Linked DNA regions of Mus musculus: all the other regions are linked to region 4. The links are chromatin contacts, called in public promoter capture Hi-C maps. All regions are on one chromosome and are shown on one strand. The core of a region is the stretch at or near the end of the contact, and the rest is flanking DNA. Distances in the headings are between cores, read along the strand shown. Region 1 holds the start of Zfp106 (zinc finger protein 106). Region 2 overlaps Ganc (glucosidase, alpha; neutral C). Region 3 overlaps Zfp106 (zinc finger protein 106). Region 4 overlaps Ubr1 (ubiquitin protein ligase E3 component n-recognin 1).

Region 1 (6,356 bases), core at 369-2,868, 310 kb before region 4:
TACATAAGCCAGATTCTCTCCAAAACTATGAATCAAAATAAACTCTACTATTTTCTGTATCTAGTAGTTCAGTCCGATCTCGAAGGAGTGCTTAGAATGTCTAATTTGGGGCTAGAGAGAGGCTTAGTGGTTAAGATCACCGACTGCTCTTCCGAAGGTCCTGAGTTCAAATCCCAGCAACCACATGGTGGCTCACAACCATCCGGAATGAGATCTGACGCCCTCTTCTGGTGCATCTGAGGACAGCTACTGTGTACTTAGATATAATAACAAATAAGTCTTTAAAAAAAAAAAAAAAAAGCCGGGCATGGTGACACACGCCTTTAATCCCAGCACTTGGGAGGCAGAGGCAGGCGGATTTCTGAGTTCGAGGCCAGCCTGGTCCACAAAGTGAGTTCCAGGACAGCCAGAGCTATACAGAGAAACCCTGTCTCAAAAAACAAAAATAAAAACAAAAACAAAAAAAGAATGTCTAATTGGGTGTATCAGAAAGAGATGAGCGTAGCCATCACCGGAGATGAAGTTCACTAACTCCACAACGTGAAAACTTCAACAAATCACTCTCAGTATCTCAGTACCTCATGTAAAAAGTACTACCCAAAAACATCTACTACAACAGCTTGTTAAATTCCCAAGACACACCTGAATGTACTTATCACACGCAAAGCAGATACTAAGTAACTCGTAGATGAATCTGATCATTCATTCTTTCGTTTTTTGGCGTTACACTTTTAAGATTCCCCCCTGTAGTTTTAGAACAGGATTTGGCTCTTAATCAGTCTGTGATTGGAATCACTTTAATATAAACCGATATGGTGGCTAGAACTGTAATCTGCTTCCAAGTTGGGGTAAAAAAACACACACACACACACAACACTGAAATCTGGAACTTCCCCAAAAAGATAGTTTACGTTACTTTCAAAGATGACTATACCTAACAGACTGAAACGGGAGGCGGTGCAATAATCTCCTCTCCACACTACGCACCAAAATCGTACTAAATATTAAATGGACACATACCGTTCCACTAGTTGCTACTACATTGCTAAGACGCATCCCACAAGTAGAGTCCTCAAAAGCAGGAAAAAGAGGCGACACTGTTAGTCTCGGAAGGCTAGAGATGGCCCTGGCCTGAAACCTACAGCTTTTAAACTAAGGCTGAGATTCCTCCTAGACTAGACCCCATGCCGACAGAGGTCAGGGCCTGCCCCAAAGGTCAAAAACCTGGAGCCACGCGTCCAGTCTGGGTTGCGAACAGAATCGGATTGCCCTTGCTGGAATCTGTGCCCAGAAGCCAGACGCACCGCTCGCCAATAAACCCTAAACCCACACAGGTCAGAAGGGGCATCGTAGCGTGGTCGCATGCAGGCGCAGCTCCACCACCTGTCCAGGGGGCAGACCCTCGGGCTCCGATACGCCCAACCAGGCCGCATCCTCCTTACTCACACTCACAGCCCGACCTTCCTACGCCATCTGGCCGCCGAGGACCCGGCGAGGGAGCTCCCAGACGCCCCCTTAGCCTCCGGTCCGGCGGCGGCCCGGGACCCGCTCCCCGCCGGGCACTGACGCCGCCGCCGCCGCCGCTACTACCACCATCGCGCAAGCGCGCAGGCGCACGCAACTCAGCACGCTCCCTCTCCCCTCCCACTCCATCCGCCCTTTTCAACCATCTAGCTTTATTTGAACATAAGAAGTGAACAACGGACACCAGACAAGTGGCCTTACTCAAAAAGGATGAAGAGCCCAGATAGGTCTTTTGCACAAACCAATTGGCTGCACCTTCTTTTTCTTGGTTTGTTTGTTTGTTTGTTTGTTTTCCCCATTTTCCAAGCTCTTTCTGGACTTCCCCTACTTTCTAAGCCCTCCACCATAAGCTGTGGCAGTGTCTTGACTACATTTCAAAACTATTCCTTCCTTGTGAAACTTTGGAACAGATAGATTCCAAGTTAGGCATGGTAGCTCACCTCTGCTTCTGGAGGTTGAGAGCAGAGTGTAACGGGAGTTCAAGGCTAGGCAAAGCTGTTACATAGTTCCTGGGCTACAATGTGATACTGTTTCAACAAAGGACAGAACTCAATTTAAATCTTAGCCTAGCCAGGCAGTGATGGCGCACACCTTTAACCCCAGCACTTGGGAGGCAGAGGCAGGCAGATTTCTGAGTTCTAGGCCAGCCTGGTCTACAGAATGAGTTCCAGGACAGCCAGGGCTACACAGAGAAACCCTTTGTCGAAAAACCTAAATAAATAAATAAATACGTTAAAGCCTCAAATCAAAATAAACAGCTACCTTCATTTATGTGTAAATCCAGATTCCTTCTAAAGGTTTAGGGAATTCTTCCAATTGTGTATTTGTGACATCACAAGTCCTTAAAGCATTTAAGGTCTGCTAGGCTGCTTTTTCTACTTCCCCTTTAAGGGAGATTACATACAGAAGTGCTTTGCTCTAAGTTCAGAGACATAGTTCAAGAAATGCCAATATAAGTGAGGACCAAAATAACCATAGACCAGGATTTCACAACATTGACAGGTTTTTGTTTTTGTTTTTGCTTTGCTTTGCTTTGTTTTGTTTGTTTGTTTGTTTGTTTGTTTGTTTTTCGAGACAGGGTTTCTCTGTGTAGCCCTGGCTATCCTGGATCTCACTTTGTAGACCAGGCTGGCCTTGAACTCAGAAATCCGCCTTCCTCTGCCTCCCAAGTGCTGGGATTAAAGGCACGCGCCACCATGCCAGGCAACATTTACAGTTTGAAGCAGATAACTGTTACCAGTTGCTGTCTAGTGCATTCTAAGATAATGTTCCCCCAACTCTCTAGACCCTGCCCAGTGTCCCCCTGGAGGGCAAAAAATGTCCCTAATTGAGAACTACAGTATTACATCCATAATTATCCCAATCCTTTTTTTTTCTTTCCATTTTTTATTAGGTATTTAGCTCATTTACATTTCCAATGCTATACCAAAAGTCCCCCATACCCACCCACCCCCATTCCCCTACCCGCCCACTCCCCCTTTTTGGCCCTGGCGTTCCCCTGTTCTGGGGCATATAAAGTTTGTGTGTCCAATGGGCCTCTCTTTCCAGTGATGGCCGACTAGGCCATCTTTTGATACATATGCAATTATCCCAATCCTAACTGTATTCAGCCATATATTTTCTCTCTCCCTGCCCTCAAGAAATGATTTAAGAAAGACTAACAAAACAAACTTCTGAGTTCATTGCTACAGGCCTTAATAGTGCTTATCTCTGTCTATCACATTCTACAACACCCCAACGCTTCTCAATTTCCTTAAAGTTGCAGCCACTTTTCTAATCAGCAAAGGGTCCGTTTCTGACTTCCCAGAAAAGTTAACTTCCTGTTTCTAAACATACAGGCTTACAAATAAATTTTGTCATTATCATTGAGAATACTCCTCCTTCCCCCAACTCTGTGAGGGTTAGTCTCTCTTCCATGAATGTTCCTTTCTGCTTAGTGTCTTGGGTTTTATATATATGTATATCTATGTATTTGTGTGTGTGTGTATGGCAACATGCTTCACCCAGTGCTCATATAGAGAAGTCAGAGGACCTGCAACTATATGGAATCAAAATTAGGGATCAAAATCAACGAGGCCCTTAGGCTTGAGAACTAGTGCTTTATTTGCTGAGCCTTCTTGGCAGCCTCAGCCCTCTCGGCTTTATTGTTTGAGGCAGGGTCTCTGGTTGCTAATGTTAACCTCAACATCACTATATTGTCATAGTCGGTGATGATTTTGTATTTCTAATCTGCCTCTCCACCTCCTGATGCTGAGATTATGGGTTTTAACCACTATCTAAACCTCCTATCAGTATTGATTTTTTTTATTATATTTTATTTGTATGGGTATTTAGCCTGCATGATTGTCTGTGTACCATCCTTGTATATGTGCCTGTGGAAGCCAGAGGAAGGTTTGGATCCCCTGGAACTGGAATTACAGATAGTCGTGAGCTACCTACCAGGTGGGTGTTGGAAACTGAGTTTATGTCCTGTGGAAGAACAGCTACCTTTCCAGCCCATAATTTTATTTATTTACTTTTGAGACAAAGAATTACTTTGTAAACTGGGCTGGCTTCAAACTCACAAAGATCCCCTTTGGTGCCAGGATTGTCGGTGTACACCACCAACTCTCATCTGAGGTTTGACTACTGAAGCTCTAACCCAATCACGATCTTTACTCAACCTCACCCTTGATTTTTTTTTTAATTCAACTGTTTCTCTCATCTGGGTTTTTTTTTTTCCTCCTGTCTTCATCCTAACAAAATAAAAACGAATAAGATACATTATTCTTCCTTTTCCTCTGACAAAAGCCAAAGTTTCCAAAAGCATTTTATAATGTCCCCATGTCTCTCTCTTCTCCAAACTATTGCAATGTCTGTCAACTATCACCAATCCCTTGGTATTAAATTCAAATGATATTTCTCAGACTTCTTCTATCTCTTAAGAAGAGGCTATTTCTATGAAATAGTTTTTATTCCCTATATTGCCAGCTTTTTATTTATTTATATATATTTTTATTTATATATTATTTATTTGTTTTGCTTTACTCTTAGAGATGCTTGGAAGAATTTTTGGGGCAAGTTGTTTAAAATCCTTCAGTAACTCAATGGGTATAAAACGAATCCTAGGTTTATTATTCCAAATTTTACAAGACCTTTAAAGATCTAGCTTGATCCTCAGCCCTGATGGCGGTGGTCTCGGGGCTAAAAGGGCTCTTCCATTCTCCCCCCCAACCCAGTGATAGACTGTACTCTGAAATAGGATCTCACTAAGTTATCAGTTTGGCTTTACATTCCAGAGGTCAAGTGATCCTCCAGCCTCAGTTTCTGATAGCCTGAGGATTACACAATGTGAGCTACCACGTCTTCACATTTTCTTTTGTCTCAGAAAGCGAACTCTTAAACTTCTAACAAGAAACTTCCAGAAGGCGCTGCGTTGTTGTTGTTGTTCCCACTGCCTGGAAAACTCTTTATCTCGTAGACTTCCGAAGTACTCCTACTTATCATATCCTTCGTGACTTTAAGAGTAACTTCCTGTGTCAATCCTTCAGACATTCCTCAAAATAAATGTTTTGTTCATTGTTGGCCAAAGCTGCTTCGGAATTCCTGTGACCGTATTCTGTTAACTGAAAGGTATTTACGCATCTATTTCCCTGGTTTAAACGGGCCAAAACACCCTGTAGACTTTGGCAGTCGCGAGTTTTTCCTAGTCTTTCAAACACTAAAGCGTCCCGTGCAAGGCTGCCTTCAGGGATGATAGTTGGAAGAACTCCTCCCGGGGAGAATCTGTAGGGTTAACGGGTGACTTCCCAGGATCTCCGCCTGCGTGGCAGGAGATTTAACACCCTCTCCGCGGCGATTGGCTCCAGTGGTAGAGGTGTGTCTGCCCCGCGGCGCCCTGCGACTGCGCAGGCGCACAAGTCCTCCGGGCGCATGCGCGCGAGGGAGCGCGCACCCTGTCCGATCTTCTAGAGTCCGAGAACTGTGGAGGCTGGAGAGGAGTGGCCGGAGCCGCCGGGTGAGGCTTCTGGAAAGTAGCTGAGGGAACTAGTCAGCGGGACAGGTAGGATGATATCCCAAGGAGAAAAAGGGTGGTGGTGGTGGTGGTCCAACGTTTTGGGGGTCGGACTTGAGGGGAGAAGAGAGCTCCGGCCAGTCCTTGGTGGATTGGGCCGAGAAGGAGATCGCCAGGCGTTGGCGACCAGCGCGAGCCCTCGCAGGAAGGGAGGCGCTATGGTGGTGCCCTGGACTTGGGTGGTTCGGCTCCTCGTCCCTCACCTTCAGCCTCACGATGTTTCTCGTTAGTATTAACAGACTGTCTGGCTGGTGGCCCTAATGAACACATAGTTCTGAAATGGTTGTTAGAAGAATGACCCCGAGGGTCCTGGCGTTGCAGGCTCCACTGTCTAGGAAATTCCCTGCTTATCTTGAGGCTTCCCCGTGGGAAAGCGCCAAGAATATGGTCAGTCAAAAGATGATTTTTTTTTTCCTCAATTCGGTTTGTGTGTGAGGAAAGTATTTTAAAGTACTGTTACACTTCTTTCCTTCGTCCTTAATCATTAGTCACTGCACTATTTGGAAAAGCAAACTGGCGGTAGAGGAAGCGAAAAACAACCGAGTTGAGGAAAAAGATCTTTCCTTTTTGCTGTTTGTCATTTGGGTAGGTTTGGGCTGGGGGCACGGATGGGATTGCAGAAGAGTTTAGAAACTGGCAGCTTTTGACAAGTGTTCTCAGAAAATAGTATAGTTTCTTACTTGAAGAAAATAAGTATCTTACTTGTGAAAATAGTATAGTTTCTTACTTGAAGATATTTTTTAAGGATCGAAATAACTTCATTTGCCCTGCTGCCTTT
Region 2 (6,239 bases), core at 822-3,321, 410 kb before region 4:
CAGCCAGGGCTATACAGAGAAACCCTGTCTCGAAAAACCAAAAAAAAAAAAGAAAGAGAGAGATGGTTTGTTCCCAAACTGTCACACTGTATGAAGCTCAGGCCATCTCTGTCCTTCTGGGTTATCTAGTCTCTAGAGCAGCAGTTCTCCACCTGTGGGGCACAAATTTTCTTTCATAGGGGTTGCATATCAGATATTTACATTAGGATTCATAACAGTAGCAAAATTACAGTTATGAATAGCAACAAAGCCAGGCATGGTGGAGCACGCCTTTAATCCCAGCACTCGGTAGGCAGAGGCAGGCAGATTTCTGAGTTCGAGGCCAGCCTGGTCTACAAAGTGAGTTTCAGGACAGCCAGGACTATACAGAGAAACCCTGTCTCGAACCCCCCCAAAAAAAGTAGCAACAAAATAATCTTATAGTTGGGGGTCACTACAACATGAGGAATTAGCGAGGCTGGGCACTGCTCTAGACTTAGCTACTACTCTGCTTCTCATCCTGAGTGGCTCTTTCTCCCACAGCTAATGTAGGCTCAGAGAAACTAGTGGAAGCCTACAATAGTATTTTAGTGTTTCCTTTTTAAAATATTTATTTATTTTATTTATATGAGTACACTGCAGCTGTCTTCAGTCACACCAGAGGGTATCGGATCCCATTGGTTGTGAGCCACCATGTGGTCACTGGGAATTGAACTCAGGACCTCTGAAAGAGCAGTCAGTGCTCTTAACCACTGAGCCATCTCTCCAGCCCTCTGGGTGTTTCTTAATGTGTAATAGGTTACAGCCTGTCTTAGTCAGGGTTTCTATTCCTGCACAAACATCATGACCAAGAAGCAAGTTGGGGAAGAAAGGGTTTATTCAGCTTACACGTCCACATTGCTGTTCATCACCAAAGAAAGTCAGAACTGGCACTCAAGCAGGTCAGGAAGCAGGAGCTGATGGAGAGGCCATGGAGCGATGTTCCTTACTGGCTTGCTTAGGCTGCCTTGCTCAGATTGCTTTCTTATAGAACCCAAGACTACCAGCCCAGGGATGGCACTAACAACAAGGGGCCCTCCCACCTTGATCACTAATTGAGAAAGTGCCTTACAGCTGGATCTCATGGAGTCATTTCCTCACCTGAAGCTCCTTTCTCTGTGATAACTCCAGCCTGTGTCAAGTTGACACACAAAACCAGCCAGTACACAGCCATCTTCAGCCCTAGGAGCAGAATAAAATTCTGTTTTGAAGAATTTCACCTACTGCTTTTCTTAGATAAATCACTTTGCTCCTGATAGTGTCTCTCCAACCAGGAATATATTCAAAACAATGAGACTTTTCATATTTTAAAACATTCACAGAGTTCATGAATAAATGTGCTTCCAGGCTTTCCTAAGTGAAATGTAACACTATTTGAGAACATCAGATAACGTGTCAGATTTGAAGAAAAAAAAAAGATTTTTTTTTCTCCTGGTTTCTCACAAACCATCTTTTTATCTTCTTGCTGTTTAGATGGTAGAGCTCAGCCTGCAGCTTTTACATATTGTGCCGAAACATCTGCCCTGCGTCTGGAGAAGCTGTCTCTGCGCATTGGTGAGGACTGGGAAGTCCGTGTGGGCTGATGAGCAGGCGCCCTGGTGGAGTACGGGGAGCTACCCGACCGCTCTACCTTCTTGGCCTTCTGTGGATCTGTGCTGCCATCTGATTTGCTTCCCTGGGGAAAATGACATTTCACTTATCTCTAGTGTACTGATGACCTGTCAATTTCAGGTTTTAAGATTTTAGCCGGGTGCCATGGCCCACTCCTGTCATCCCAGCGTTCAGGAAGCTGAAGCAGAAGGATTGTAGACTAGCTTAAGCTATATTGCGAGACTTTGTCTCAAAAAAAAAAATCAAAAATAAGATTTCAGATTATACATTTAAAGATGTATTGTTGACACACTCTGCACAAACACTGACCCTTCTCACAGACCCTGAAAGAGCTCAGGGAGTGGCCTGACATGGAGCAGGGCTACTCAGAGGCCCATTTGTGGGGCCTGCCTCGGCTTGTGTAGCAAGCTCACTCCGACTGTAGCAGCAGCAGAGTTGCCCAACTCAATCCCCAAGTGGATGTCAGTGCCTGGCACTCCAGGGTTACCTTCTGTCAGCAGCAGTGTGGGTATGGCTGCCTCTGCTGCAGACACTCCATGGGCAAGGGCTGTGGAAAGTTCTTCTCCTCTGAGAGTGACTCCAGATCACAAGGATACGATCCTCTTTCACGCTTCTTAGATTCAAAAGTACCAAATCAGTTTTCAAAGTCAGATTTACTCCTTTTAATTGTATTTTATTAAAAACCATCTACTAACCGAAGAATATTTATAAAGTGAGTATAATAAGCTATAATTAGTGAAAATGGAATAAATACCCACATCCCACAGGTGAACTTTAAAAATAGAGCACAGGGCTGGGACTAGAATAGCACAGGGATTGGCACTTGTCTTAGGCACGACCAATAACCAAAAGGAGTAGTATTCCAATACTCTGTCTTTAAAAATCAAAATGAATGCCAAAAAAAAAAAAAAAACCCTTACAGGCTTAACAAAAGGTTCTAAATAAAGACACCTCAGTATTACTGCCTCTTCCTTTCGCATTGGGCTCCAATATGGCTTGGCATGGGCTCGAATAGCTCTGGAGACTCTGGAGGCTCCTGCTGTCTGCTGCTGCTGTTGTTGGGGTGCTCTCAGCTCCTCAGCATCAGAGCCTCTCACTACACTTACTACCTACTTTCAACTGCCACCGTTCTGCCTTCTCTTTCCTTAGCCTCAATACTGTCCCTTGCCTCCACCCATAGAGATCTTACCATCCTTCCAGACCCAACCCAAGCCCTACTTCTCCATGAAAATTTCTAACCTGACACCCCCAACCTCCGAGTACCCACTGGCAGTGATTTTGTCTTTCTCTGAAAGGCTGCCCCACAAATAATTGTACCCTACTTTGCATCCTCAGGGATGTGCCTTAGTATTTCAAGCAGGACTGTGTATTTCCCTACTAGAGTGTATCCTCCTTAAGATCATGTGACATTCCTCTCACACCTGTCATACCACTGTGGCAGTGTGAATGAAAACGCCTGCCCCCCATAGGCTCATCTGTTTGAACAGAAGGTCCCCAGTTGGTGGCACCGTGAGGGGAGGTTATGAAACTCTTAGGGGGTACATCTTTGCTAGAGGAAGTATGTCGTCCGTGGCAGGCTTTGGGTGATAGCCTCACTCGGTTTTCTATTTGCTTGCTCTGCTTCCTGTGTGCTGTTGAGATGTGATCTCTCTCGGCCTCCCACTTCAGCACGTGCCGCAATGTCTTCCTTGCTGTCATGGACTCTCCCTGTGCAACATGAGCCAAAATAAACTCTTCTACAAGCTGCTTTTGGTCATGGTCTTTGCTTTTCCTCTTTGTTTGCTTCCTGGTCATGGGGTAGATGCTTTTGCTTTGCCACAAGATTCTCCCATGATGCTCTGCCTCTTTGCAGGCGCAGAAGAATGGAGCTAATTTATAAGGGCTAAAGACTCTAAAACTGTGAGCCAAAATGCCCTTTTGTCTATATAAGTTGGTTATCTCATTCATCTTGTTATAGTGATAGATAGCTGATTGACACTGTAAGAATGGTCATTCGACCCAACCTAACCCCAAAGGAATATTAAATTCAGTCTTCTTTCTAACCTCTTGCTGAGTGCTTAGGACACCCTAACAGCATTTTAAATGCATCACATGAGTTTACTTGTTTAATCCTTACACCAACCCAACAACAGAATGACTATCAAACCCACTTTACACGAGAGAAGACTGGCTCAGAGGAAGAAAGGTAACGAGGCTAAAGCTACACAGTCACAGCCAGCAGACGTCAACCTAGACTTTGATCCTCGACAGTCAACCTTCAGAGACTGCGCAACTCTGTTCTTCTTCAGGAGTAGAAGATACCTTGAGCATTTTCTTGGAGGGACAGGAAGATAAACTGGTGATTCCAATAGCTGAGTCATAGGGTTCCTTCAAGTTACACTGCCAGGAATTATGAGCCCATGCTCTCTTTCATTGTGTGTGTATGTGTGTGTGTGAGAGAGAGAGAGAGAGAGAGAGAGAGAGAGAGACATGTATATATATATATGTGTGTACATGTTTGTGTGTGTGAGTATAGGCATCCACATGATCACGTGTGCCATGCCACACAGAGGAGGACAGCCTGGGGTGTTGGTCCTTGCCTTCCACCTTATTTGAGACATGGTGAAACGCGGTCTTTTTGTTGTTTTCTGCTGCATAGGCCAACAACCTGCCCATGCCTCTACAGCTTTTCCTGCCTGTGCCTCCCATCTCACTGTGGATGCTCTGGAATGGCAAACATTCTACTGCACCTAGTTTTAAGTGGGAGCTCAAATCCCTACACTTACACAGCAAGTGCTTTACCACTGAGCCATCTTTCCTGCCCTATGCCCCCATTTCAGCTGTCATCTCCCACCCTTTCCTGTCTTCTAAACTTGGATCTATAGGGATGGTCACTTAGGAACAGGCACAGCTGCAAGCTGGGTCAAGCCTCTACTCTGCCAGATATCAGATATAGCCATTTCATTATGACCCAGAGAGCAACTACCATGGTAAAACAAAAACAAAAACAAAACAAACAAACAAACAAACAAAAACAGAAGCCGGGCCATCAGCTCCCTCCCCCAGGCCACTTTGGTTTCCATTTAAAAGCCCTGAGTCTTCACTAGACACGACATCTAAGGACTTGACACTACCCTGGCTCTATTTCCAGTTCTGTCTGGATGCTGATGTGGTGTAGCTAAATGATCTAGTCAACAATCTACTAGGATACACATTATGTAGTCGACTTGATCTCAGTGTGTCCAGTGGGCATGAAGAGAGGAATTTCCTTGACTGGAAATTCTGCTGAGTGGCATTTTCTACCCAGTTGGACTGAAAGCCGACTCCAGAACATTCTAGAAAAGATACTGGCTCTAAAATACTGTTTTCCATGTATCCAGCGGCTGCTGCTTCAGTAGCCTGCATGACTGCCTAGTCCTTTACACACTTTGCTGATTTCTGGTGTTCAGCTGTCTCAGACACTCTCACTTCTTGACAAGCCGAGTTCTTAATGTCAATGCAGAAATACCTCCAGCTAGGTCCTTCGCGACCACTCAGTCTAGCCACGCACCAGTCTGTGGCTTTCATGATCACAACCTCACTTCATGTCTATTTTTAGTTTTCCTGGCTTAAGCTTCTACAGGCCACTGAAACACAACCCTCACTCTCTTCTTCTCCCTCTGGCAAGTGCGCTGCTGAAGGCCACTAGGTAGAAACTGCGTCTAAATCCTTTATTGACTCTTCCTCAGGAAAACCTATCGCTCTAGGGTCATAGTTCACTATTTGAGCTGGTCAGAAGCCAGTCAGTTTTCTGATAGGATTTAAACTTTGAAGAGACTGTGGCCATTTTTTTCCTCAGATGACAGAATCACTTCAACTTCAGCTTTGTAATCACTTCCTTTCCTTGAAGGTAGCTGAATCTCATTTTCTTTAAAAAGTCTTCCTTCCAAAGTTGCCTGCCATGCCAACTGTTATTAGTCCAACTGTGGCCCCAAGGACGGGGGCTGAGCCCAGGTCCCCAGGGCCAGTTCCTCACCCAGCTCAAGGCAAGACCACCGAGGCTGGAGGTGGACACCCAAGTGGCATCTATTCGGCCATCATTAGCCGCAATTTTCCGATCATCGGTGTGAAAGAGAAGACATTTGAGCAGCTCCGCAGGAAGTGCCTAGAGAAGAAAGTTCTTTATCTAGACCCCGAGTTCCCACCGGATGAGACCTCTCTCTTTTACAGTCAGAAGTTCCCCATCCAGTTCGTCTGGAAGAGACCTCCGGTGAGTAGCTTACTGGTTTTGTAGCTGGCTGGAGTTTGCTTCAGAGACGTCCTCCCACTCAGCACCTCCCCAAGCACAGCTGGGCACATGGACACGGGGAAGGATCCTGGCAGGGGCCAGGGCTCTGGCTGCAAGTGCAAAAAGGAGAGGACAGGGTCAAGTCTAAGAAAGTCTAAGAGGACAGGGTCAGGGCTGCTTCTCTCACACTTTCTCGCTTTCTGCTGTTCATGAAAGTAATTAGATCCTAAATTTATCTTTAAAATGGCCATCCTTTCCCCAGAATCAGTGCCACGGTGGCCAGAGCTATACTCTCTGCCTCACTATATTGAGACGTCTTCCATTTCTCAGGCTAAAATCATGAGATGCTGTTCTTTTTGTTTTG
Region 3 (5,636 bases), core at 194-2,693, 350 kb before region 4:
AACTCAGCAGAAAGTAGCAGTTGGCAGCTGAGCAATGACTTCAAGCCATCTTGACATGCTAAGAACTGTCTGGAGTTCAGTGTCTAGTGATGGACAGAGCTTGCAAGGTAAACAGTCTATCTTGAGTACTATATTCTGCATTCTAGAACATCGGCCAAAAAGAGCCAGCCCTGATTTGCAAAATTCATGCATGCAAAAGTTTTCAAATCTGTCCTCTACTTCTTGACTTTCAGCCATCTAAACCTTTCTGCCTGACATCAAAGTCTCTTTGTGATGTCAATCTCTGACAACAATACCTGCACAAGAGAAAAATATAACTATTAAGCTTTCGTCCTTATAAATAGAATTGTAATTTGCCCTTTTGTTTTTATTCATATTGCCTAATTCAATCTAATCAGGAGACTGGCACTTCAATTAAAAATCTGCACTTATCACAAGTATCAATGGATCAAATCACTTGATTATACTAGATATACTAGAGTCTTCAATTTTTATTTGAAAAGTTTCCAAAAGGCCAAAACTACCTTGCATGCTTTTCCTTACACAGTCCCAGTCAGTGCTGTTGCAGAGGAGCCCTGGCACTGATGGGGTGTGGAGCTACAGCAGCCACACTTCCGACCCCTGCCTCCATGGATAGTGCTCCTATTCCCTTCTCTCATCTTCAGCCTGTCCTTTCATGTTAGCTGCCACAAAGCCTGCGACAAGGTGTCCCTGATTCTACTAGTAAGTCTTCTCCAAGCTTGTCAATGTACCTTCTAAAGTAGAAATGACAAGTCTCTTGAGGCATAAGCTTGCTACCTATCCTATCAGGCACCAACAACTTAACCTTACTCTGTATAGTGGTAGTTTTATTTATCAACTAGACACAACCTAGGATCATATGGGAAAAAAAGTCTTAATGAGATTTGTCAATTTGGTTTGTGGATAATATGAGAGACTGTCCTGAATGCACTAAGTGGGGCAGAAAGGAGGATGGGGGAAGGACATGGACCGCCCAATGTGGGTACACCATTCCCTGGGTTTAGATCCTGACTGTAAGTGTGGTAAGGGAGCCAAATACAGAAAAGCTTGCATATACGTATTCACTTCTTTCTGTTCGTTGCTGTGGATATGACTGGCTGCTTCAAGTTCTTTCTTTCCTTGACTTCTACTTAATGGTGTAACCCTGAATTGTCAGCCAAATCAAACAAACTCTTTTTGAGTTGCTTTTGGCTGGGTATTTTATCACAGCAACATAAGCTAAGAAACTCTGGGATCCAGGATAGGAAGATGGTGAAATCTGCTCTCCAAATAAGGTGGAAAAGAATGAGGCTGCATGGCTGTTAAGGGAAACCTCAAAATGACTTCACCTTACAGAACAGTCCCCAACTACAGCAGTGTAGTCAGGGAAGTCACATTCATTCTCCATGGTGTCACTCATAAATCAGATGGACTGGTTTAACATATGACTCATTATTTGGCCCAAATATCAAGGCTTGGTTTAATTTAGTAAGGCTGCACTTTGGTCCTAGCATATGTGAGTCTGAGCAGACAGAATAAAGGACTGATCTCACTTGCACAAGAGAGTGGGTTTTGAATAAAGGCTAGTTCTGTCCTTCCTCACAGACAGGAGAATTACTACACACTGTTTCCTACCGGAGACAGAGGGCAGGGGAATCCAGCCTGCTTCCCCAACCACTGACCTTTATGTCGAATGTGACCACAGTGCCATTTGCTAGTCCAGCATAGAGGGTTCGCCATCTATTATGAAGGCAGAGGACACGGTCTTCCAGCTGTAACTGTTCCATACACTCTCGGGTCTGAAAAGCCAAAACCAAAAAATAATCCCTTACTAACAAAGGAGAGTGGCAATGAGTTGTGTGAACAACTGTTATTCTAAACTCTTAAAATGATGCTGAAAAGCACACAGTAGACTATCTTAGGTATGTTTCCTCTTTAAAGTGTGAGGCCAAGATCACAGGGTGGGTACTATCAAAAAGGTAAACAAAAACAAAAAACAAAACAAACAAACACCCCCCCCAAAACAAACCTCTAATGATACTGGTATTTCTAATTAAAAACATGAATTCTTTTTTATTTATTTATTTTTATTTCTTATGGTTTTTTCTGAGACAGGGTTTCTCTGAGTAGCCCTGGCTGTCCTGGAACTCACTTTGTAGACCAGGCTGGCCTCGAACTCAGAAATCCACCTGCCTCTGCCTCCCGAGTGCTGGGATTAAAGGCGTGTGCTACCATGCCCGGCTTACATGAATTCTTTAAAGGGCTTTTTAAATGAAGACAGATAAGCTTTAGATAGAGCTGTACCTGGCAGGCTGAGTACTGGCCTAGTAGGCATGGACCCCTGGGTCCAGTCCCCAGCACATCACAAACAGGGTGTGATGACATAGGCCTGTTTCTTAGTACTTGGACAGAGGTGGTTTCCTCCTCCCACCACGTGGATCACATGGATCTAAACTTTGGCTATCAAGCCTGACAGCAAGAGTCTCTCTGCTGAGCCACCTTGTGGGCCCCGTGTTCAGCTTTTAAAAAGTGAGTTCTGGGAATAAAAGGTATTCAAGGCAAGAACTTTACCAACTGACTTATTTCCCTATGTCCCATAAAATTTAACTTTAAAGAAATTAACAGGGGCCAGTGAGATAGCTCAGCTGATAAAGGCCTGTAGTCCAAGTTCGATTCTTTGGACCATAAGGCAGAAAGAGAAAAAAAACTCCTCTGACCTCTACACACATGTATATAGATATACACACATACATACACAATGTAAATAGATAAATGTAATTAAAAACATTGTCAGGAGGATTAATTCTGGCATATGACATGAAAGTAAGACCAATAGGGTATGCTGTTACAGCACAAAATCAGCAGATAATAATGAAGAAACAGAAAATATGATTTATACTAAATCTCCCATCTACCCACGATTGTATCAGCATGCTAAACTATGGCAAAAATGAGGAAGTCAAACAAGTAGGATGATGATAAATATACATGAAAGGTTAATACACTTGATTTCTCTGCAGCCACTCACCTTAATATTGTAGCAGCGGATGGTGTGGTCACTGGAACCCGTGTAGAGGACAGAACTCTTCCCAGAGGTGTGAGTGACAAGAAGGCAGTTCACTTTGGAAGTGTGTCCCTCAAAGACACCAACACACTTTCGACTCTAAGGTCAAGCACAGGTCAGATTAGTACTCCCAAAATTGGGAAAATATGGTGGTTTGCATTAGAAATGTCAACAGCTTCTAAAATGTCATGGGTATTTGCATACTCTCACCAGTTGGTGGTACTGTCTGGGGGAGGGTAGGTGGTATAGCCTTGTGGACAAAGTATGTCAGCAGGGGCAGGCTTTGATGTTTAGGATTCACAGTATTTCTAGTTTACTCTCTGCCCCATTCCTGAGGTTCAAGATGGGAGGAGCTTCTTAATGCTGCCACCATGCCCATTGCCAGCCACACAGTTCCCACCATTATGGACTACAACCCTCAGGAACTCTAAGCCCAAATAAACATTTCTTTCTAGAAGATGCCCTGGTCATGGCATTTCATCATAGCAATAGAAATTAGATAATACCTTTTATTATAATTATTAATAAAAAAAATGTTATAACTTCCAGTCTACTGCTGTATTCACCCAAATATGTTACCCAGCACACAATGTGTGCTTAGTAAATATTTGTTGTGCACTAACTGCCAAGCAAAGTCACATACAGTGAGATACCTACAACTATATATTTACTAAGCTACGTCCAAAAATACTATTAGGTCAAGTTTTTCTAAGACATGGGCCAAGAGACTTAGAAAATCTAGGCTGCTGCTGATTGCCCATAGTGGTTATACATTTGGTTACCAGCTTATGAGAACACTCACAACTTAAATGTCAGGTGCTATCACTGGTCCTAGTGGCTTAGGAATGGTTTCCTAAAAACTGTCTTAAATGCTATATCTGTGTACATACAAAATCTATTTACAATGTACATATATACATTCATACATAGGTCTCACAACCTGGAAGTTAAGACCTCATTTCCTAGATTTTTTTTTTTTTTTTGAGACATAGTCTCATGTAGCTTAAGCTGTTTTTAAGCCTTTGTACCAGAGGCTGGCTTTGAACTCCTGATCCTCCTGCCTCTACCGCCACCTCCCAAGTGATAGGATTAAAGGCATATGCCACCACACCTAGCTCTGCTCTTGTAGAACATTCGCTCATACTTCCATATATCACTGCTTTCTTCTGAGGTCATTTCCAATACTTCTCATAGCCCTAGATCACAAACCTGTTATCAACCCCTTAGTTCCTCTTTTAACTTTCTGTATAGACCTGGCTGTCCTGGAACTCACTTTGCAGACCAGGCTGGCCTCGAACTCAGAAATTCGCCTGCCTCTGCCTTCTGAGTGCTGGGATTAAAGGCGTGCGCCACCATGCCCAGCTCTCATTTAACTTTCAAGTTTTCATACCTTTATGGTGTTGGTTCAGTCTTGATTATAATTGTGGAAGACAAAGTTAGTTTTCACATCAATTCTAATCTTGAAAGTGTTTCTTGAAGCATGATGAGCATCACTTACATTGAGGGGAGACGTGGGAAGGGCTACTTTCTCTAAGAACCTAGATTCTATAATCACCAGCGGAAAATTTCTTTCTCTGGCTGGCGAGATGGCTCAGCGGGCAAGAGCACTGACTGCTCTCCCAAAGGTCCTAAATTCAAATCCCAGCAACCACATGATGGCTCACAACCACTCGTAATTCTGGTGCAACTGAAGTCAGTTACAATGTATTTATATGTAATAATAAATAAATCTTTGGGCCTGAGCAAGCAGGGTTGACCAGAGCGAGCAGAGGTCCTAAAAATTCAATTTCCAACAACCATTTGGTACAGCTACAGTGTACTCACATACATAAAAATAAATAAATATTTAAAAATAAAAAATAAAAATTCTTTCTCAAACACGTTGCAATAGTCACATCCTGCTTCCTCTATTATGTAGCAGCTGTATGACTGACCCCATCACTAACTTCAAGGCTGGGGCCTGACTGTTCCTCACCTACTGGATGTTGGTTCAGAGAATAAACTGAAGGACTTTTTCTCTGGAGAGAGGAAGAGACACTACAGGTTCCTCTCAGAACCACATTTAAGGAAAATGTGATGTAGAAGGCAGAGCTGAGGAAAAGAAGCCTACTGCCCATGCTGACTGGAGGGTCCACCACATCCAGATCAGCCTGAACCTCTAGGGAAGCCAGGACGTTCCCTTTCTGTGTGTTAAAGACAACATTAGACCTGCCACCAAAGGTAAAATGTTATACTTACCACCAGATTATAAACCCGGACAGTTGTGTCTGCTGAACAAGTATACAGGAAGTTTCCAAATATCTGAATTGCATTCACTGCAGCCTGGTGTCCTTCGAAGCTTCCTTCTGTAGGCTCCTCATCATCTCCCGGCTCTGAAGATATTTCTGGAAAACACAAACAGGTTTCAGAGACATGTCTGCTGAGGCACTCAAAACCGTCACAACCTTATAGAGGACCTGAAGTAAATCACTCAACGGTCCTCTTAAATTCTAATTTCCAAGCAGAAAGTAAGTCACACTTTTTTAAAAAACTTTTTTATTAGATATTTTCCTCATTTACATTTCAAATGCTA
Region 4 (6,365 bases), core at 316-2,815:
TGTAGATTCGGACAGACCCATAACTCAAGAGAAAAGAGAGCTGAGGAAACTTCTTGTTAGTTTGGAAATAGTCTCATTTCCTTACAAAGCCCAATCTGGCCTGCCACTCATATGCCTCATACCTCAATCTCTCTCTTGGATCACAGCTATGTACCATCATGTACAGCCTAAGAAAAGTTTGTCTTTTTTTTTTCTTTTTTTTTTTGAGATATGCATGGGGTCTAGTTTCTAAGCATATACACAAGAAGGGGAGAAGACTGTCAGATCTATTTATATTGTTATTCTCAAAGGGTGGGGAAACTGATTTATATGAACAGTGTAAACCACCACCTCCTGGCTTTAGTAAACCAGCAGCTCCCAGACACAAGCTCCGTTGCCTTTTGACAGGCAGGTACCAATTCAAGGATGATTCCTCCAGTGGAGCTGGTGGCTTCTGACAATTTAAGAAGGAAGGATAACCATTTCTGAGAAAAAAATCAGTGTAGGAAAAACCTGATATCTGGCGGCAAAGACCAACAGATATCCAGGAAACAGTGAACTGAGAATAAAGGGGACAGGCTAGAATTAAGGCAAACCAGCCAAGCATTTTAGAAACACAGTTCTGGATATATCGAAAAGATTTAAATAGTAAAACCAACCTGACCACAGCACTTTTCTGCTTCAAAGACTTGAGTAAGGCAGGATCTCCACACCACCTGTAAGTGGAGTCAAGAGAGAAGGAGGCTGGTCACAGGCAAACTGCAGTGCACATCAGCTGCTCTCTTCTCTCTAATCCTCTCTGTGTATTTAAGTTTACCTCTTACCCTTTTCTCTCCTTTCCTACTCTCCCAACCCCTTCTAAATCCTTTTTCAAGGATTTGGTTAATTAGTCTTTAGAACAGAAACCATCTACAATTTAAATGAGAGAAATTAATAGCAGGAAGTAGCAATACCAGTAATAATAGGGGCTCTGCATACAGCGTGTGTGGTAGGTATACTTGCCTACTCCCAGGAGAAGTGACAAAGGACCAAGAAGGCCCTTGAGACAAAAGGCCTTTAAAAAAAAGGAAAAAAAAAAGCCTTAACTATTTGCCCCAGTGCAGGTCGGAGGAGTGGGAGGAAAGACGACATCACTGTTGCCCTGGGTTGAGTCACCAGTGGGTAACAGGATTGCAGCAGGCTTTTCTGGTATCAGTAGAGCCACAGTCCCTACTGAAAAGATGTCCTGGGAGGCAGAGAGGTGGCTGGGAACTTTATCCTCCCTTGCTTCCAGCCCCTTGCTTGTGCCTCCCACTGGATCAACTGACAAAGAACAGACCTAAGGCAAGCAGAGCCAGGAAGAGCACAAATGGCAGAAGCTTTCTTCATACTTAAACTAAAATAGCACATCCAAGACTCAGCCACTCCATACTCAGCTGCACTATAAATGAAGTTTGTGTCATTGTAATAAAACAAGTGACGTTAATTCTAAACCATGAATTCTAAAAACAATTCATTTTGATTTTATGAGAGATCACAATGCCCATGAGAACTCAGGAAGCAAAGCAAAAAGCTGGCAGAGAGCCTAGGGTGTGGGACTAGGAGTCCCACGAGGCAGGCTAGCATTCACCCAGCTCTGACGTGGGCATGAGAAGGAAAAGGGACGTAAGGAGGACAGACAAACTCATAGGAGAGTGAGAATTCAGAGTAACACGGTGAAACTGATTGTAAGAACGGTAGGACAGACAGGCATAGGGAGAGGGAACTGGAGTCAGACGCAAACAAGGCGTCAGGATCAGGTGCAGCAGAGTCTTTCTGAAAGGGAGGCACATGCCTCTCTAGTCACTGCAGGGCTAGTTGGCTCTCAGCCACTCTTCTGACATGTGTTCTACCACATTCTCCACAGTTTGACATACAGTTCCAGATTTCACTCTCTTTATCCTTTTACATAAATTCTCATGTACTGAGAAATAGATTCAAATGTGCTACATAATCAAGGGATAACCTTGAACTTCTAACCTCTAGCTTCTACCTCGGGAGTTGTGGGATTTTAGGCACATATGCCATGGTGACTGCTTTATAGGGTGCTGGGTGGAGGCTGAACAGAGACTTCGTGCAGGCTAGGCCAGAACTCTACAAACTGAGCAATACTACAAGCCCCAGTGTGAGCTTGTTAGGTTTCTTTCTTTCTCGAGACGGGGTCTTACTCGGTAGCCTGGGATGGCCAGGAACTCACAGAGCTCTGCCTTCCTCTGCCGACCATGATCAGTCTTTTGATTCTTAATCATGATTCTGTTTATGAGCACTTCCTTCTCCCCACCACATTTTAAGATCGGACCAAAATAATAACTGTACAAGAACCAAGTAAAGTGAACGGGGTGCAGCTGGTCTCAACCCCACTCCTTAAGTGCGTGCACTGAGAATCTCTGTACGCTCCTGCCTCTTGCAGCCAATGTTAATCTACTGAAAAGCTTAGAGAATAATAGTAATTTTAAAATTTTTGAAACTAAGAGAAAGGCATTGATTATGGTCCCCATTTGTAATTCCAGCATTTAGAAGGCAGCTGAAAGAGAAACAGGAGTTCAAGGCCACCCTTAGTTACATAGTGAGTCTTAGACCAATCTGGGCTCTATTAGACCCTGTCTTAAAAACATAAAAGCAAATGTTTCACATTGATCCCTGGAGGAGTCTGAGGATGAACAGAGTTTGGGGTTAACACAGCAAAATCCTGTATCAAAACCAATCAAAAGTTTAAGATAAACATAAAAAAATTCAAACTAGATAAAAGCCATCATTACATTTGCCCCCATAGTACCTCTGTAGTAAGGGCCTTATGGTATCCCAATATTCCTGGAAAAGCAGGAACAAATTTGTGGGTAAAGATAGATAGCTACAGAGTGCACTGAATTCTCCTTCAGCAGAATCTGCAAGAAATATCAAGATATATTTGATGAGCACATTATTCTGATCTACAGTGTTAAAGGAGCTCTTCATTATTTATACTCATTTCTATCTGCTCCATAAAACAGTGGGTGGCAAGTAAGCCACAGTGATCCTTTTATAAAACGAATGTGAGTCACCCCATCAGATGGCTCCTATGACTATCACTTAGTATACAATACAAAGTCTCTTCTTCTGGGGTTAGTATGTGGAGACAGGTGGTACTTTGCTGATGATACAACCCAGGGACTGGATTGGTGAGGTGCTCTACTGAGTTCGACCCTAGCTCACAAAGGCTTTATTGTGGCATAAATGCCCAGATAAAATGCATACATCTGGCTACCTCCTGGACCTTCCTGCGCAGGAGGTTTCCAGCTGGAATCAAATCTTCACTGTTCTCTTACTATGCCAAGCAATACCTTACATTGAAAGGCTCTTCACCTCTCTGTCAGCTGAGCTCCTTCTATGCTGCTCTTTGTTTAATTCTCCTTGGAGAAAAGTCTTCCTTGACTACCTATGTCCTTGAGTCCTGACCCTGGCTGTGATCAGCTTTACTTTGCAGGACTCATTACCATTTGGTATTATACCTTGCATATTTAAGCTTTGCTTAGATTTGCCTGAATCCTAAAAAAGAAAATACTTTATTTTTTTATGACAGCTTTGGATAAGTACATGAACTTGCTGTGTGTGGCAGCACACAGAAATTACTTGGAGAGTAGCATTCTATTTTATAGAGAACCCTGACAAAGGTTGACCACACCTATTGAACTGAATTCAAGATAAGGATGTTAACAGCTGGTAAAGGTGACCCCATTTATGTATCCTCAAGGGACAAAATGATCCTCTGGATAATTCTGGGCAATTTAAAAAAATCAAACAAATACTCTGACTCTCACAAAGAGGACATAGTATGTAAGGAAGCCTTCTCTATTTTTGTCTAGATTTAGAAATAAGTAAAAGAACAAGAAATGATACTGTTAGTAAATGCAGGTTTTTGATGTTCAGAAGGCCTTTTTGATCATTATTTTATCCATTAGTATAGCTATGTATTCAAAATCCAAAGTCAAGTATATAATAAAGTCACCTTCCTGTCTGAATAGTTCTTTTCCATAAAGGTAACAAACATCTCTAATTTTCTATATATCCTTCAGTTAATAGTCTTCATATATGTAGTTTATTTTATTTTTGAGGCAAGTTCTCACAATATAGCCTTAGGAAGCCTGGACCTCCCTATGGAAACCAATCTGCTTCAAACTAATAGAAGTCAGCCTGCCTCTGCCTCCTGGGTACCGGGATTAAATTGTATGCCACTACATTCAGCTTGCACATATGTATGTTTAAAAAAAATTGTATGCATGCCTGTGTATGTACACATGTACATGTGTGTATGTATTGCTTTCACATGGAGGCCAGAGGACAATTTTTAGGAGACAAGTTCTTTCTCTTCACTTTGTTAAGCCAGGTCTGTCTTGTTTCTGTTGCTAGCTGGGCCACAGCCTTCAGGGTGCTTCTCCTGTCTCTGCTCCCATTTCTTCATAGAAATGCTATGATTACAGTTGCTTGCCACCACATCTGGATTTAAAATTTTTATTTACTTTTTATATTTTCTTATTTACTGGGGGAGGGGAAGGGCATGACTATATACAGTGTGCATGTTGTGGGTTTGAGAACAACTTGTAAGAGTTAGTCTACCCTTCTTCTGTGTGGGTTCTAGGGAGTAAACTTATGCTGTCAGGCTCGGCAACAAGTACCTTAGCCAGGGAGCTATCATGCTGTCTGCCCTACACTCAGCCTATTCTGTGAGGAGTGGGGATTGAACTCGGGTCATCATGCTTGAACAGCTCGCACCACTGTCTGCCCCATGCTCTCCCTCCCTGGCTTGCAGGTGCTCTAAAAACACAGGATTTAACTATGCACACTCAGGAACCACCAGGAGGATCTGTGGCTTATGAAAGCAAACTAGATTTTGGCCTCACTTTTAATTTGAACTCGCCCTGGGCAGGGGACCTGGGTTCAGCATGAACACAGACGATGGGTAGGGCAGGGGCGGTTCCACTGTTCTCTCTGTCAGTGAAGACAAGTCTCCATTCGCTGTCTGATTTCAGTCTTCTACTTACTGGCAAACAGTTCTTCAGGCGGAGCTACTCCAAGTAAATAGTGGAAAAGCAGTGCAGCACAGCGGAGGTAAGGGGTGATGCCGTTCCTCAGGGAGAGCCACAGGTACCAGCCGGGAGCACCGCACCCAGCGAGGCTAGGATTCCAGAACAGAACATTTACCAGACTGGAACTAGAGTTTAAACACGACCCCTGATAAAATCACATCTGGTTAATGACTTAGTTTCTAAGCATTTTTTTAAAAAAGTATTCAGTTAGCCAATAGTTTTTATGTCCACCTGACAGCGACACTAAAGCCCTCAGCACTAGGCAAAGACTCTCCAAGGGCTAAACCCAGCCTCTACCAGGGAGACTTTGAAAAGCGATCAGCACATTCTCTTTCCTTAGGTAAGGATAAAAACAAAGCAGAACTAAACAAAAGTCAATTAAAAAAACAAAAACACAAACAAAGCATTTTAAAGTATCTTGACTCACACAAGATTCTCCCTGCAACATACAGCAAGGCTTATAAGCTTTCATTTCGCCCCATTGTCACTGAGATAAAAACCAAAACCAAACCCTCTTCACCGTTGCAATGAAATAAGAAGAAAAACTTAATAAAGTGACAGGATTTCCTAAAAAAAAAAAAAGAGTATGTTCCTAGTGCCTATATAAACCCTGACAGTAATCTGTGGGATAACGAGATGACTGCAATGGTCAAACTTAAATAATTCAAACTATGGCTTTCAACTAACAATAGCATGTCAACATTATTGGTTCTACCGGTTTTAACAAACGAATCACCAAAATACAAAACTGTGTACAGGGAAATAAAAGTGAACATTTTTTTTTTCAAGACAGGGTTTCTCTGTGTAGCCCTGGCTGTCCTGGAACTCACTTTGTAGACCAGGCTGGCCTCGAACTCAGAAATCCGCCTGCCTCTGCCTCCCGAGTGCTGGGATTAAAGGCGTGTGCCACCACACCCGGCAAAAGTGAACATTTTAATTCTCTGCTCAATTTCCTTGTAAACTTAAATTGGCTGTATATATTATATATAGTGATTATACAGTATATGCAGATTAAAATATAAATGCAAAATTAGTTCCCACATTAATAATTAAAATTTTCAAAAGCTTTTAACTATTTACATATATCAAGGTATAATCACTATAACAAGGCAACTTATTTTCTACTTTTATCTAAAACAAACAGTTCTAATCTACAACATTTTACTTCAAGGTAAAAATCAAAGTACATTTTCTTTACTATAAGCCTATCCTTAGCTGATTTTAAAACAAGAATTCAGGGCTGGTGAGATGGCTCAGTGGGTAAGAGCACCGGACTGTTCTTCCGAAGGTCCGGAGTTCAAATCC

Evidence for each region. Promoter capture Hi-C pulls out the DNA fragments that hold promoters and counts their contacts. Capture Hi-C pulls out chosen DNA fragments and counts their contacts.
Region 1: a contact with region 4 is called in a promoter capture Hi-C map of hippocampal neurons, with 1.6 times the contacts expected there. The contact joins the promoter of Zfp106 here to the enhancer-like site in region 4. A contact is called at or near these places in 9 of 39 promoter capture datasets (the 3T3-L1 cell line, 3T3-L1-derived adipocytes, the C10 cell line and 5 more), 7 of 115 datasets of contacts at active chromatin or transcription factors (the 230-238 cell line, the SCID.adh cell line, bone marrow-derived macrophages and 3 more) and 2 of 9 other capture datasets (liver and pancreatic islet).
Region 2: a promoter capture Hi-C map of adipose tissue shows a contact between it and region 4. The contact joins two enhancer-like sites. A contact is called at or near these places in 14 of 39 promoter capture datasets (the 3T3-L1 cell line, the C10 cell line, the HPC-7 cell line and 8 more), 1 of 15 datasets of contacts at CTCF or cohesin (the NIH/3T3 cell line), 3 of 484 Hi-C or Micro-C datasets (the CH12 cell line, bone marrow and bone marrow-derived macrophages), 1 of 115 datasets of contacts at active chromatin or transcription factors (large pre-B cells) and 3 of 9 other capture datasets (adipose tissue, liver and macrophages).
Region 3: a contact with region 4 is called in a promoter capture Hi-C map of adipose tissue. The contact joins two enhancer-like sites. A contact is called at or near these places in 6 of 484 Hi-C or Micro-C datasets (3T3-L1-derived adipocytes, bone marrow-derived macrophages, cerebellum and 3 more), 3 of 115 datasets of contacts at active chromatin or transcription factors (double positive thymocytes, embryonic stem cells and memory CD8 T cells) and 3 of 9 other capture datasets (adipose tissue, embryonic stem cells and liver).

The regions. Positions count from the first base shown.
Region 1 is chr2:120,562,241-120,568,596 of GRCm38.p6, forward strand. It overlaps Zfp106 (zinc finger protein 106), which reads right to left and starts at 1,619. Exons shown (of 22, transcript NM_011743.3): 1 at 1,447-1,619. It overlaps Snap23 (synaptosomal-associated protein 23), which reads left to right and starts at 5,431. Exons shown (of 8, transcript NM_009222.3): 1 at 5,431-5,566.
Region 2 is chr2:120,458,325-120,464,563 of GRCm38.p6, forward strand. Ganc (glucosidase, alpha; neutral C) reads left to right here. Exons shown (of 24, transcript NM_172672.2): 24 at 1,492-2,542. The coding sequence ends at 1,601. It overlaps 4931402G19Rik (RIKEN cDNA 4931402G19 gene), which reads right to left. Exons shown (of 5, transcript NR_040608.1): 2 at 5,871-5,985; 3 at 2,117-2,242; 4 at 1,120-1,200. Capn3 (calpain 3) reads left to right here and starts at 5,269. Exons shown (of 24, transcript NM_007601.3): 1 at 5,269-5,857. The coding sequence starts at 5,549. Within about 2 kb of position 2,072, at least 5 of the 459 cell types and tissues checked have an H3K27ac peak or open chromatin away from gene starts, as enhancers often do. A contact at or near this core is called in adipose tissue, where this site is marked.
Region 3 is chr2:120,517,383-120,523,018 of GRCm38.p6, forward strand. It overlaps Zfp106 (zinc finger protein 106), which reads right to left. Exons shown (of 22, transcript NM_011743.3): 13 at 5,303-5,448; 14 at 3,029-3,163; 15 at 1,683-1,799. Among named protein-coding and RNA genes, the nearest start is that of Zfp106, 44 kb to the right of the region's middle. Within about 2 kb of position 1,444, at least 52 of the 459 cell types and tissues checked have an H3K27ac peak or open chromatin away from gene starts, as enhancers often do. A contact at or near this core is called in adipose tissue, where this site is marked.
Region 4 is chr2:120,870,351-120,876,715 of GRCm38.p6, forward strand. Ubr1 (ubiquitin protein ligase E3 component n-recognin 1) reads right to left here. Exons shown (of 47, transcript NM_009461.2): 41 at 5,016-5,149; 42 at 2,774-2,882; 43 at 639-695. Among named protein-coding and RNA genes, the nearest start is that of AV039307, 23 kb to the left of the region's middle. Within about 2 kb of position 1,566, at least 35 of the 459 cell types and tissues checked have an H3K27ac peak or open chromatin away from gene starts, as enhancers often do. A contact at or near this core is called in adipose tissue and hippocampal neurons, where this site is marked.